2 separate regions of the Mus musculus genome follow, and region 2 is linked to region 1. Evidence: chromatin contacts called from public Hi-C data. All regions are on one chromosome and are shown on one strand. The core of a region is the stretch at or near the end of the contact, and the rest is flanking DNA. Distances in the headings are between cores, read along the strand shown.

What was found. Hi-C and Micro-C count contacts between places; a contact is called where the count stands out from the background.
Region 2: a contact with region 1 is called in a Hi-C map of the N1E-115 cell line, with 6 times the contacts expected there. The contact joins two enhancer-like sites. A contact is called at or near these places in 8 of 484 Hi-C or Micro-C datasets (CD4 T cells, the N1E-115 cell line, adipose-derived mesenchymal stem cells and 4 more) and 1 of 115 datasets of contacts at active chromatin or transcription factors (astrocytes).

Annotation. Positions count from the first base shown.
Region 1 is chr10:40,523,171-40,529,190 of GRCm38.p6, reverse strand. No RefSeq gene overlaps it. Among named protein-coding and RNA genes, the nearest start is that of Slc22a16, 44 kb to the left of the region's middle. Within about 2 kb of position 2,725, at least 136 of the 459 cell types and tissues checked have an H3K27ac peak or open chromatin away from gene starts, as enhancers often do. A contact at or near this core is called in the N1E-115 cell line, where this site is marked.
Region 2 is chr10:41,285,059-41,290,991 of GRCm38.p6, reverse strand. Fig4 (FIG4 phosphoinositide 5-phosphatase) reads left to right here. Exons shown (of 23, transcript NM_133999.1): 2 at 5,293-5,391; 3 at 5,579-5,702. Among named protein-coding and RNA genes, the nearest start is that of Fig4, 15 kb to the left of the region's middle. Within about 2 kb of position 2,026, at least 76 of the 459 cell types and tissues checked have an H3K27ac peak or open chromatin away from gene starts, as enhancers often do. A contact at or near this core is called in the N1E-115 cell line, where this site is marked.

The sequences.
Region 1 (6,020 bases), core at 1,476-3,975:
TGGGGGGAAGAGGGGAGTGGGAGAGAGCCCGTGTCCCATCAGAGTTCCGGTGCTCTGGGTGGGCAGATGAGGGAGGACTGCCGCACGCTTTCCACGCAGCCCTGGGTGAGTGTCTAGCTGTGTGAAGCCATGGACCCCAGCTCTGTGGGTGGTGGACAAGGGGCAGTCCTAGGCACCAGGTTCCCAGCTTCGGGTATCCCATACACCAATGGAAACCTCAGAAGAGCTGAGAACAGAATAAGGACCCCGGGACAGCCCTGAGCCCCAGGGCCGAAGTGAGCAGAGGGCAAGGGGAGAAGGCGCTTGATGGTTCCCACATGGGCTGGAGTGCAGGAAGACTGTCCAGCGGGAGTTTAGACATGGCTCATTAGGAGAAAGCCTATCCGATCGTTCAAGCACGGCAGGCCTTGATGAGCAGAGACAAGTCTATGGTTTTAGAGCTTTATTGTAGAAGGCAGGGGGAAGGAGAAAAGGTAGAAAGAGAGAGGCTGGCCATGGACACATGCGGGGGGGGGGGGTGGCGGGGGGGGGAGAGAAAGAGGGCTAGAGAAGAGAGTAAGAAAGGTGAAAGCTTAAAGAGAGCAAGGAGGGACCAAGCAGCCCCTCTTATAGTGGGCTGGGCTATCACTGTGTAACTGTGGGGAGGAGCATACCTGGCTATAGTCAGGTAACTGTTGGGGTGGAGTCTAGCCAGAATGCCAGAAGCTTGGGGCATTGTCTGTGTGATTGGTAGTCACAGAATTTTATGGAGTTGGAGGCTCTGTGGTTTCAGGCACCAAATTCTGGGAACATGGCTTGCTTTTCCATCCCTTGTAGAGTTTCCTACTGGGTTGCTGAAGCAAGCCCCATTCAACCAAAATAGACTGCCTATCACAGTCCCACAGCAGACAAGTCCACAGAATCCACCTGTCTCTGCCTCTGTCAATGCCAGGGGCTGCAGTTACAGACCCACATAGCTACACCCAGCTTTTACATGAGTAGTGGGCATTAGAACTCCTGTCCTTGTGCTTGAAGATCAAGTACCTTACCACCCCCTGCCCCAGCCCTTGAGCCCTACCCTTTTAATTATTGTTTTTATCAGCCATTTAAAAAATACATTACCAACTTAAAATTTTCCTATTGGGTCTGTGCTGCTGGCTGGTAAAACAGAACTGCATAAGAGCAGGGTGCATACGCATATACTGTAACTTTTATTTTAACAAAAAGTGTCCCAAACAGTTGTAAAATGATCCACACTATCACCTTTTTTCTTTACAGAAATACAAAATGTGGGAGACCTCGTTTTTTCTAGCCACTTTATTAACTCTGAAAGAATGTGCTGGTCGCCTGCTCACGTGTGCCTTCAGTCCTCTCTGCAAGGGCAACTGTGTGTCAGCAGCACTTCCTGTGTTCATAGCAACCTTCTGCACAAAGCTGCCCCAGGGCAATACCATGTCCGATGTCCCGCTTTTCTTCTGCAGCCTGGAAGCCCCCACCGGAAGTGGGTTCTGAACTCATAGAAACCACACCCACATACAGAAGGTACTCAGAAAATGTTGCTGAGGGGGCAGGGTCCTTGTCCCTCAACATTCCTCGATTTTCCCTGCCACTCAGGACAAGGCAGTCCTGTGTCCTGCGACTGCACTGCAGATAGACTTCTGTAGCCTTCAGAAGAATCTAGAACTCAGCTGTCCTGGGAAGAAGATGGTAGCAATATTTGTACTCGCTGTACTAGCAGTGTTGTGGACTACCTTCCCCGGCATCACTTTCTAAAGAGTAACTGGAAAGTCTACCTGAAATTACCTGAAGTTGTAACATTCAGACTGAAGTGTGCAGCCAAACCTTACATTTTTTTTAGAGAGACCAGAACTCCCTGGGAAGACCATGGCACACTTACAGAGAGGCGCTGTTACCCACAAAGAATGATGGCTCACCTCTCACCTAGTCTAAACAGGATCTTCCTCTGACCTCTCAGAGTGTGGTGTGTGTCCCAGGAAATTGCCAGTCCTGGGGACAAGTGACTCAGGACTGAGGAAGCTAAAGGTGGGAAGTCACTGATGGCTTTCAGCTAGGGACCACAGGGCAAAAGAAAGCTGTGATAGATCTGCACCAAGAGTAGTCCGGAACTTTTGGGGGCCGGATTGGAGTGACTGGACAGGACTACATAGAGATTCACTGTTTCAAAAGAGAAGGAGGAAGAGGAGGAGGAAGAGAGAATCTTGCCTCCCATCCTCACATTGTCTGTAAAGATTAACTAGAAAGCAGCCAGTGACTTAAACACAAGAGTCAGATTTTATAAGTCTGTAACTTTTAAAAATGTATAATTATTGGTGTGTGTGACGGGAGGGTGTGTCAAAGGACAATTGGGCAGAATCCGTTCTCTCCTTGGGTCCTGGGGATGGAACTCAGGTCACCAGGGAAATCGCCTCTACTGAGCCATCTCAGCAGTCCCAAATCTAAAAAATTTAAAGATAACTGCTCTGCCTGTTAATTTCTGAGCGATAATGTTATAATCAGTGCCTTGTGCCTTGACACAGCCCACATTTATTATCTCCCGATTCCCATGGGCCAGGCTCCTCTGCTTGGAGTCTCAATGGCTGCCATCAAGCTCCTAGACATGTGATCTCTTGATGCCACAAAGCCAGATTCTCCAGCTAGATGGGCACAGTTTCTTATGTAACAGTCATGTAATCACCGGTGCAGCCATCCGCTGTACAGCATTCTGCCTAGCAGCAAGCCACAGATCTTGCCCACAGTCGAAGCCAAAAAGCAGTAATGTAACGATGAAGAGAAGCACAGTTACCCTGCCCTGTCTGTACATGGACCCCACGGTAGAATGAAAACCTACGGAGGAGGAAACCCTGCCTCTGACTGTATTTGGCTTCTTGTCACTTTTCCTGGAGTGGTGCTGCCTGGACCCTCCCATTTACCCTGTATCCTGTATTACAAACAACCTGGAGGCAGACCAAAGTGCTTACGAGAATACAAAGAACTTGAGGGTCTGTGAAGGCCCTGGAAACAGATTCCCAGGGATCTCTAAGGAGAGCAGATAGGAGGCTTTTCTGAATGGGGAAGATGGATACAGGATCACGCAGACCATCTGTTTGCATAAAATCTTTTCTCTGTGGATGTTCCTTGGGCTCCCTGTCTGCTCCATTCTTTCCTGTGCATGGCTTTAGTTCCTCTCTTGCCCTGGCTTCTGACAGAAGGGGGAAGGAGCACACTATGGGTCAGCAGCAGCATCTCGCACACAGTTAGTTCCTGAAGTTGGGTGTAGCCGGGTTGTGCAACGGGAAATCCACAGCCTGATGGGCCTGGGAGATCCCAGCTCTCAGATCCCAGCTCTCACTTGCTGGTTAGGTGAACAGCAGCTAAGATGAAATACTTCCTACTCCCTCTCTCGTACATAACCTCAGGGCTCAGAGATAATTAAATCAGATAAAGTGAGGAAACGGCCAGGTTCACAAAATGATTAAAGATTGCTGTTATTTATAGATGATAGTAACTAGCAGTGCTGTGCTCTAAGTGGGTACGCTCAACATGAAACAGAAACGAGGAGGTCCCTGTGACAGCTATTTATTTGCATATATCGAAACACCAGGATTCTTGCTGACTGTCATAAGGATGGCTACAGCCAGGCATACATACTCTGACAATGGGCTCTTTACAGATCACCTGCAGGATGTCTCTCTGTTTGTTTGTTTTTGTTTTTCAAGACAGGGTTTCTCTGTGTAGCTCTGACTATCCTGGAATTCTCTCTGTAGACCAGACTGGCCTTGAACTCAGAAATGCTCCTGCCTCTGCCTCCCAAGTGCTGGGATTAAAGGCATGTGCCACCACTATTTTTATTATTATCATCATCGTCGTCGTCGTCATTATTAATTTTCATATACGAACAAGATAAATCTTGAGATACTTTAAGACTTTCCTTCCTATTCTGTCGAGAGTGTGGCTGCTTCACACAGGGGTGAAAATACACTAAATAAGATTTCTGTGTCTGATTATTATTAAATTAAAACGCACCAGTGTCCTCTGCGTGTAGTAACACTTTCTTCCACAAGGGGGCAGAATAAGGCTGCATATAATGTTCTTCTTAAAAGGGAAGAAGTTTGTATTACATCTTAAGAGACACTGTATTCCAGTCATTGTTTAAACTTAATTTTTTTATTTCCTACATACATGAATTAATTGTATTCTCTAAAGCAAGAGAAACGAAAATCGCAAAATCATTTGGGAAAATGTTGTTCTTAGCCGACAGCTGGTTAAATTAGCGGCTTAATTCTCTGTTTAAAAATGCTAAAAATTCATCAGCTTTTCTGGGAATCATTTCCTATAGGTCCTGAAGAGGCTTTATGGCTCTAAATTGTTCTCCATTCCTAATTCTTGGTATGCTTGCTACAGGCCATCAAGTTCATGGGTTTATTATAGCCTTGCAAATTAGTAGAAAAAATTTACTAGCTCATAAACATTTTCTCAGTTCCATCATATTCCCCGGGGCAGATCTATCGGGGATGGAAGCTGAAAGCGCTATTATTCGTAACTCATTCAGCTGAAAAGCTGGTGGCTGTTGTGCAACCAGTCTCTGGCTTACGTTCCTCTCCTCGGGCTGTGTGGATAGCACAAGTGGGGAATATATGTGTGTCCAGATGAACCCGTTGCTCAACACCTCATGCAAGAGCAGTTATGTGCACAATCTAACTTCAGCATCAAATGGTGGCCACCCTGTTCCTGGGATCTGAATGTTTGTACCTCTCAAATTTTATATAGTTGGAAAACTGAGGAGATGCCTCAGCTGGTAAAATGCTTGCCACCCAAGTATGAGGCCCCGAGGTCAATCCTCAGAACTCCTGTAAAAATGGGGATCCAAAACAGGCAGATTCCTGGGGATCACTGGCCAGCCAACCTAACCTACTTCATAAGTTTCAAGACAGTGAGGGAGATTCTGTCTCAAAAAATGAGGTGGACAGCTCTGGTGGAGAGAGAGGGTAGTGTGGGTAGTCAAAGCCTGTGCTCACATGATTCTGGGCCTACAGGAACTTCCTGTGAAGTGTCCCAAAGTCAGCCTGTGTTGAGTTGGTCCAAAAGGTGTTCAGCAGGGTTCATCCCTAAAGCCAAAATCAAGTAGGCATTCGGAGGGAGCAATCAGAGTTTGACCTTAAGACCCAAAACTGAGTGAACTCGATGGTACACATCTGTGAGACTAACACAGGAGTATTGCCATGGGGGGTGGGGGATGGGGGGTGTCTTTTGTTTCCTCCTAGACATAGAGAGAAGTCACAGACCCTCATGGCCACATGGACTAAGGACTTAAATGGTCCAAGAAGAAAATACACCATTCTAAGTGGAGAAGAAAACAGCTATTGTTTAGAAATTAGAGTTTAAAAAAAATTCCTGAATAAACAGTGGACAGCTGTTCTCAGCCTCTGCTTTTAGAGCCAATGGAAGGGGGGAGGGGGAGATATTCTTTCAAATGTGGTTTTTGTTCAGAGCCCAGATTTTCTTCTACTAATTTCCAACCCAGAATTAGGGCCTGGTCCAAAGTTTTATTTTGAAGATTATAGACAACAGCAAACTTCCATCAACCACGAAGGTCCAGACAGAGGCCGCAGCCGGCAGCTTCACCGCACAAAGGGGGAGGTGGGCAAGTCTGTGTTAAGGACAGCAAGGCTTCCACATCTTCGAGCATCAGGAAGACAGGACACTGGCCCACCCAAGCGGAAGACAGCTCTTCAAGATCATGTTTGACTTCAGCCCCTTAGTCCATGGGAAAAGCTGTCCTACAGGACCTGGGCTCTAATGAACGCTCCTCCTCTAGTAAACAAGGAAATTATAGAGGTTTCCAACCAGGATATTCATATAAAAATTACTAGCTAAGTCTTACAATTATAAAGGCAGAGGGGTAAACAGTGAGACGGATCTCTCTGTAAACAGACTTGGGGATGACCCCTTAGTTCTCCCTTGCTTCTCCGTTACTGCTCTTTGCGCCCCCCAAATACCTCTCTGTCCTTTGTAGAGGTCTTACACTGTAAGAAATCTCTCTT
Region 2 (5,933 bases), core at 777-3,276, 760 kb before region 1:
TCATCTCTAAGAATTTCATAAGTTGTGTTTGATTGTATCCACACCCTTCCTCCCCCAGCTCTCCCCAGATCCACCCCTACTTCCATCTCCCTCCAACTTTGTTCCTCCTCTTTTAGATAATAACCTAGTGAGTCCAGTTTGTGCTGTCTGTATCCTCCTTGGGTGTGGAGACATCTACTGAAGTGTGGTTGGTTTGCCAGAGCTCATGCCCTTAAAAAACCGGACTCTTCTTTCCCCAGAAGCCATTGATTGTCCATAGCTTCTCAGTTAGGGGTGAGGGCTCATGGTCCCCCTCCCGGCCATACTCCGGTGCTGACTGGCTTGATCTTGTTTTGTATAGGCAGCCATAGCTGCTAGGTCTTGAGAACAGGAGTCCTATCATGTCCTGAAGACATTATTGCTCTGATGCTCCCTGCCTTCTAACTCTTTCTAGAATCTTTCTGCCCCTTCTTCCATCATGGTCCTTGAACTGTGTGTACCTGTTGCTACAGGTGTCCCAGTTGTAAGTTTCTTCATTAGCTAATGTCTACTGCAAAGTGAAACTTCTCTGGTGTGATTGAGAGCTAGCCTCATCTGTGTGAACAGAGCTAAGACTAAAGGACGGTTTGATACTGTGTCCGTTTATTATTAATTATTTATTAATTATTCTCCAGAAAAATAGTCGTAGGTCTACCGCTGGTGAGTGTGAGCTCTTCAACCGTGGGTTCTGGGCCAGATCTACAGCAATCGAGCCAGACAGCAGTGGGTTACCCCATTCTTGCCACTATTGCAGCCATGGCATATGGAGAGGGGTGGGAGGGTAGGGGTGAGCAGGAAGTGAGGAGAGGGATCAATAACTCTAAGGATGTTTGAAAAAGCTGTATAAAATCTATTTTATAAGATATGTATATGAAATATATATAGTTATATAGTTATATACGAATCAAGAATATAAATATATATGCATTTAATTGGAGTTATCTTATACAGTTATCTGTTCCTCTCAGAATCCCTAAGTTGCCAACTAAGCAGAGCGGCAGGTATTGGGTCCCCAGAGCTGTTGGTCAGAGCTGGCTGCAGACCCCTCAGTGCAGGATTTTTCCTTCTGTTCAGCAGAACTTGTTGGTTAGACCCTGTCGCTGAGGGAAGACAGCACACACATTGGTCACAGAACATAGAAAAAGTCAAGTTGGTTCTGAGCAGTAAGCTCTCCCCTGCTGGCTGGCTTTCATAGCAGTAGAAAGTACTGTGTAGGCTACTAGAGGTGTGGTGGGGTGGGGGTCACCATTGTCTAACCAGCTGTGAACCCCGTAAATGACAACAATAACTGGCAAGACAAGGTATGTCATCTTAGTCTTGGTTTTTAGTTTGAATCTTGCTTTTTTTTCTTCAGAAACATGTGCCGACTTTGTGTTTGTTTTTGTTTTTTTTTTGTTTGGTTTCTTTTTTTTTTGTGGAGGGATGAGAGTGATGTCTTCTTTTATTTTTATTTTATTTTTTTAAATTTTTTTGGTTTTTCGAGACAGGGTTTCTCTGTGTAGTCTTGGCTGGCTTCGAACTCAGAAATCCGTCTGCCGCTGCCTCCCAAGTGCTGGGATTAAAGGCGTGCGCCACCACTCCCGGTCGTTCTTTTATCTTCTAGTACTCTGGGGTCCATGGGACCCCAATCTGTTTCTGCTGGAGGCTCATTCATGTAAATCGTTTCTCTTCTTGGGTAAGCCTTTCCATTTGCAGTTATTCTTCTGCTTCCTCCCGTGGGGAGATCCGTCTTGAGTGGTGTTATCCAGTATGCCACAGTGTGAGTTTGCGTGGCCACAGAATTGCTGTATTCAACAAGAAGAACACGGGACTGAGTGGGAACAGCTCTTTCTGGAAAAATTACCTCTCTTTTTTAAATTAAAAAAATCAAATTAGTACTAGAGTGGATTTTGGCTAGCCATCAGAGGGCAGTGTAGACAGTGATTCTCACCGTCCCCACGCCGGTCAAAGCCTCAGAGCAGTCTCCACACGAGGGCGCTATTCTCCGCACAAATTCTTTTAAGGGACCATTTCTGAGGGCAGAGCCTGTGGATAGTCACATGACTTCCCGTCCCTGTTAGGGCCCACTCTCCCTGCTCTCCCTGTGAGAGCCTGCTGCCTGTGAGGGTCTTCTCTATGTAGGGCCTGCAGTGAGGGCCTGCTCTCCCTGTGAGGGTCTGCTATCTGCAAGGGAACACTCTGCTCAGTGTGTTAGGGGCTCTGTGAGCATCTTCTGGCTTCATCTTGTTTTTGCTATGAACATAACAATCCCTTTCGTGCCTTTTCTTGCTAGTCGCTCTCCTGGGCGTTCTTTATCATCATGACCTCAGTAAGGTGGCTCCCTTTCTGGTAACAAGAATAAATAGCTTGCAAACCATTCTTTCTAATTTATTTGGTTGGCTGTTTTATCAGATTGGTCACCCCCTCCTCTAGGCAGTGAGTTGGGGCTCGTGGCTGACATTCTGAGTTTCTTTCCCTCAGTTTCCCTCTCTGTCTGGCTGTTCCCCCAGTGCCTAGAGTCCTGTTACTGCATTCCCCAACTTTGTTTTCTAATTGTTATTAAAATCACTTTATTCCTACCTCCTTACTACTGACAGTGTCAAGGAAACCCTGCCTATTCTAGGATACCAGGGGCTAAGCACTTCAGCTAGTTATCTTCTAACTGGTATCAGCCAGCATATAGGTTTGTTTTTCATAACCTGTGGGTAGATCAGACCTTTATAAACAAAGTCATTGTTGCTTAGCAACAGGATACATTCTGAGAAATGTGTCGTTAGATGAGTTTCACTGCAAACATAATAAAAAAAAAACCACTTACCCAAACTAAGACATAGTTATGTTGCTATTAGACAATGCAATCTTATGTCCCCATGGAACATGAGGAACATCTTTAACAAGATGTTATTATTGCTGTATTATTATGTGACACATGTACACTTAGTAAAAGCTTCAGTGAGTTTTATTTATCCTACAGATTTAGATAGAAAACATTGTAACAGAATTCTGCATACTGTTATTTCTTAGAATTGTACTCATTCTTGAAGTCCAAATGCTAGACTCTTCCATCATTGTATACAGCTCCAGCTCCTTCTTCAGTCTCATCTGCTTTGGCTTCCAATGGCGGATGCTTTCCAGCTTGACCTTTGACATTGTCCAGCAGACAGCTGTATGTAGTGTTTAGTTGGTTTACATCTGCACATTGCGTAACCGGTGACATGGTAAAATGCTGGCTGACTATGGCAGTATCTTCTCACTTTTTTTAAATGGGTTATTTTATTTATTTACATTTCAAAAATATTACTTTTTAAAGGACATGTTTAAGCAAAATATCTTTACAGTATTTACTTTTGATAATGAGATTTTACTTATCTTCTTTAAAGTAATTTAAGAATAATTGAATTAAGGAGATAGCTTGGCAGAGTGTGTGCTTAGCATGTATGGGGCTCTTGGTCTGATTCTTAGCACTACCCAAAAATAAAGCAGTCCACTTAGTTTTGCTTATGAACTTTATGTTTAAAAAAAGGATTGTTGTGGGAAATATCAAAAAATGAAACTGTCATGTTGCTGTGTTTGTGCCGGCAACTCTCTGCCCTGGTGGCCTGGCCGGCAGTAGCCGGACGGTCTTTATCTCATGGAGACTCTGACTCAAAGCACCAAAATCTCTTTACCCAGCTTGCTGGGTTCCCACTGGTGGGTCCTTACCACACCAACCCCATGCTTCCAATCCCCCACGGCCTTTGTGGTACACATCAGGCAAACCCACGCTTTGCCGCCATACTTTTCTCTCTGGAACCCTGATGATCTGCTGTGTGAAAGAAAACACAACACAAATACAAACAACAGTAACTCACTCACTGGGCGCAACAACTAAAATCCTAATCTTGTAAGCCTTATTAAATCTAAATCCTCCGGTGCCGAATCCTGACAGATCCGCCATTGAAACTGGGAGACACTCGTAGCTACATCTTGTCCTCACGCTATCCCTGCCCAGAAAGGACCTAACTCTCTCCTGTTTCCTGTCTTCCTCCGTCTAACCTGGAAGTCCCCCCTACTGGCCCAGTGATTGGCTCCTTTATTCATTAGGGGATTGAATATTGTTTCCAGGAACTTCTTTGGGAAAAGTATGGGGACGCGTGGTCCCATGTTTTACCTCTCTTCTGGTGGTGTCTGGGAACTGCCTGTATTGCTCAGGGATGGGGAGGAGGGGCAAGGTGAAGTCCAGGACAGGGGGTCATATCCATGTGGGGCAGCAGAGCAAGGCTGTATGCCAGGCTGGAAGGGGAAAGTGGGGCCTGCGGTGAGCAGGACCTGGGTCCATGCTGAATGCCAAGTGGTGGAGGGGCGGGAGAAGGAAGGCCTTCCTATGAGTCTTAGTTTTTCAGGTTGCTTAGGCAAAGTTCTTCCTCATGGCAACCTTTAATGAAGCTGCTCCCTGAGATGGTCTGAGCTTGTTCATATTTCTTTATTGGGGGTGGGTGGTGTGGGTGTGAATGCATGTGCTTTATGTGGGATGAACCAGGGATTGTATCATTTTGGGGACTATCCAGGAAGGGAAGGTCATTGGCTGAAGGCTAAGGCTATTGAGATGCCTCATTAGCGTGGAGAGGCTGTCCGGGTGCTGTTATATGACTGACTTCCCACCGTCATCTTAGCTGAGGGTCTTGGTTACCCACTCCAGAGCAGGCATGGAGGCAGGGAGGAGCAGCTCTGTTCATGTCATCTCAGATCTCTGAGATGTCCTGGGGTTTGAGCATGCTCCACCTCCCCAGTCCCATGCCTGTCTGGTGGCAGGGCCCACGTGTCCTGCAGGGACTGTGCATCCTTACAGGCCCTTGGATGGGGCAAGCCCTCAGAGTTCCCCCCTCACAGCCATTTTCCTACTCAACACAGAAGACTTTCAGACTTATTTGTCAAACTATAATATTTAATAGCTGTAATTGTCTAAACGTCCTAATTATATGTTGAGCTTGCTCATGCTTGTCAGCACTACCGCTTCCAGGCAAAGCTTAAACATCACATAAGCCAGTCTCTAATGTTATAATAGAATTAAATGCATCTGACCTGGGTCCTGTGCTTATTTCAGACATCGGAATGATTCTTATCACGAAGCTCTAAGAACATTTCAATTTAAAAATTGACCTTTTGGAATCGGTCCCTCTAGTCCTCTAGTTGTACATAATCAACATATACTTTAAATAGTAACCTGACTTTATTAATGTTTCTTCAAAATGTAACATGGTTATAAAATGTCTGTAGAGCAAAATGCCTTTAAAATGACATTCTCTTTCTTTATAGAGATACTTTCTAGTTGGGAGCAATCATGCAGAAACGAAGTACCGTGTCCTGAAAATTGATAGAACAGAACCGAAGGACTTGGTGGTAATCGACGACAGGGTGAGTATCGTTAGGCTCCCTGCCCGGCCCTCATGCAGGGCTCCAGTGTCTGTTGTTCTGAGGAGGTGAAACCACAGCTCTTAGTGGGATGGTGCCTCACTTATGAGTCCTGCAGGCAACTGGCAGTTTTCAGAGGCAGATAAATAACCCAGGGAGGCCTCACAGATGGCCTGTGCTTGTCCCACAGCACGTGTACACACAACAAGAAGTGAGGGAACTTCTTGGCCGCCTGGATCTGGGAAACAGAACAAAGATGAGCCAGAAAGGATCCTCCGGGTTGTTTCGAGCCGTCTCAGCTTTTGGAGTCGTAGGTAAGAAGTGTGCCTCCCTTGCCTGTTTCTTTATTTTGGTACAGATTACTTAGAGAGCTCATATGGCTCTATAGCTATATAGTCTTAACACATCCCCGTCAAATGTCATTATCAATCTATCAGACAATATCCACTCATGTGCTCGGCACCGTTCAGGTTTATATAGAGATAAACAAGTAGAGAAATGCTTGGAGGTGTCTGATGTCTGGCTTGCTGTGGAATGAGAAGTTA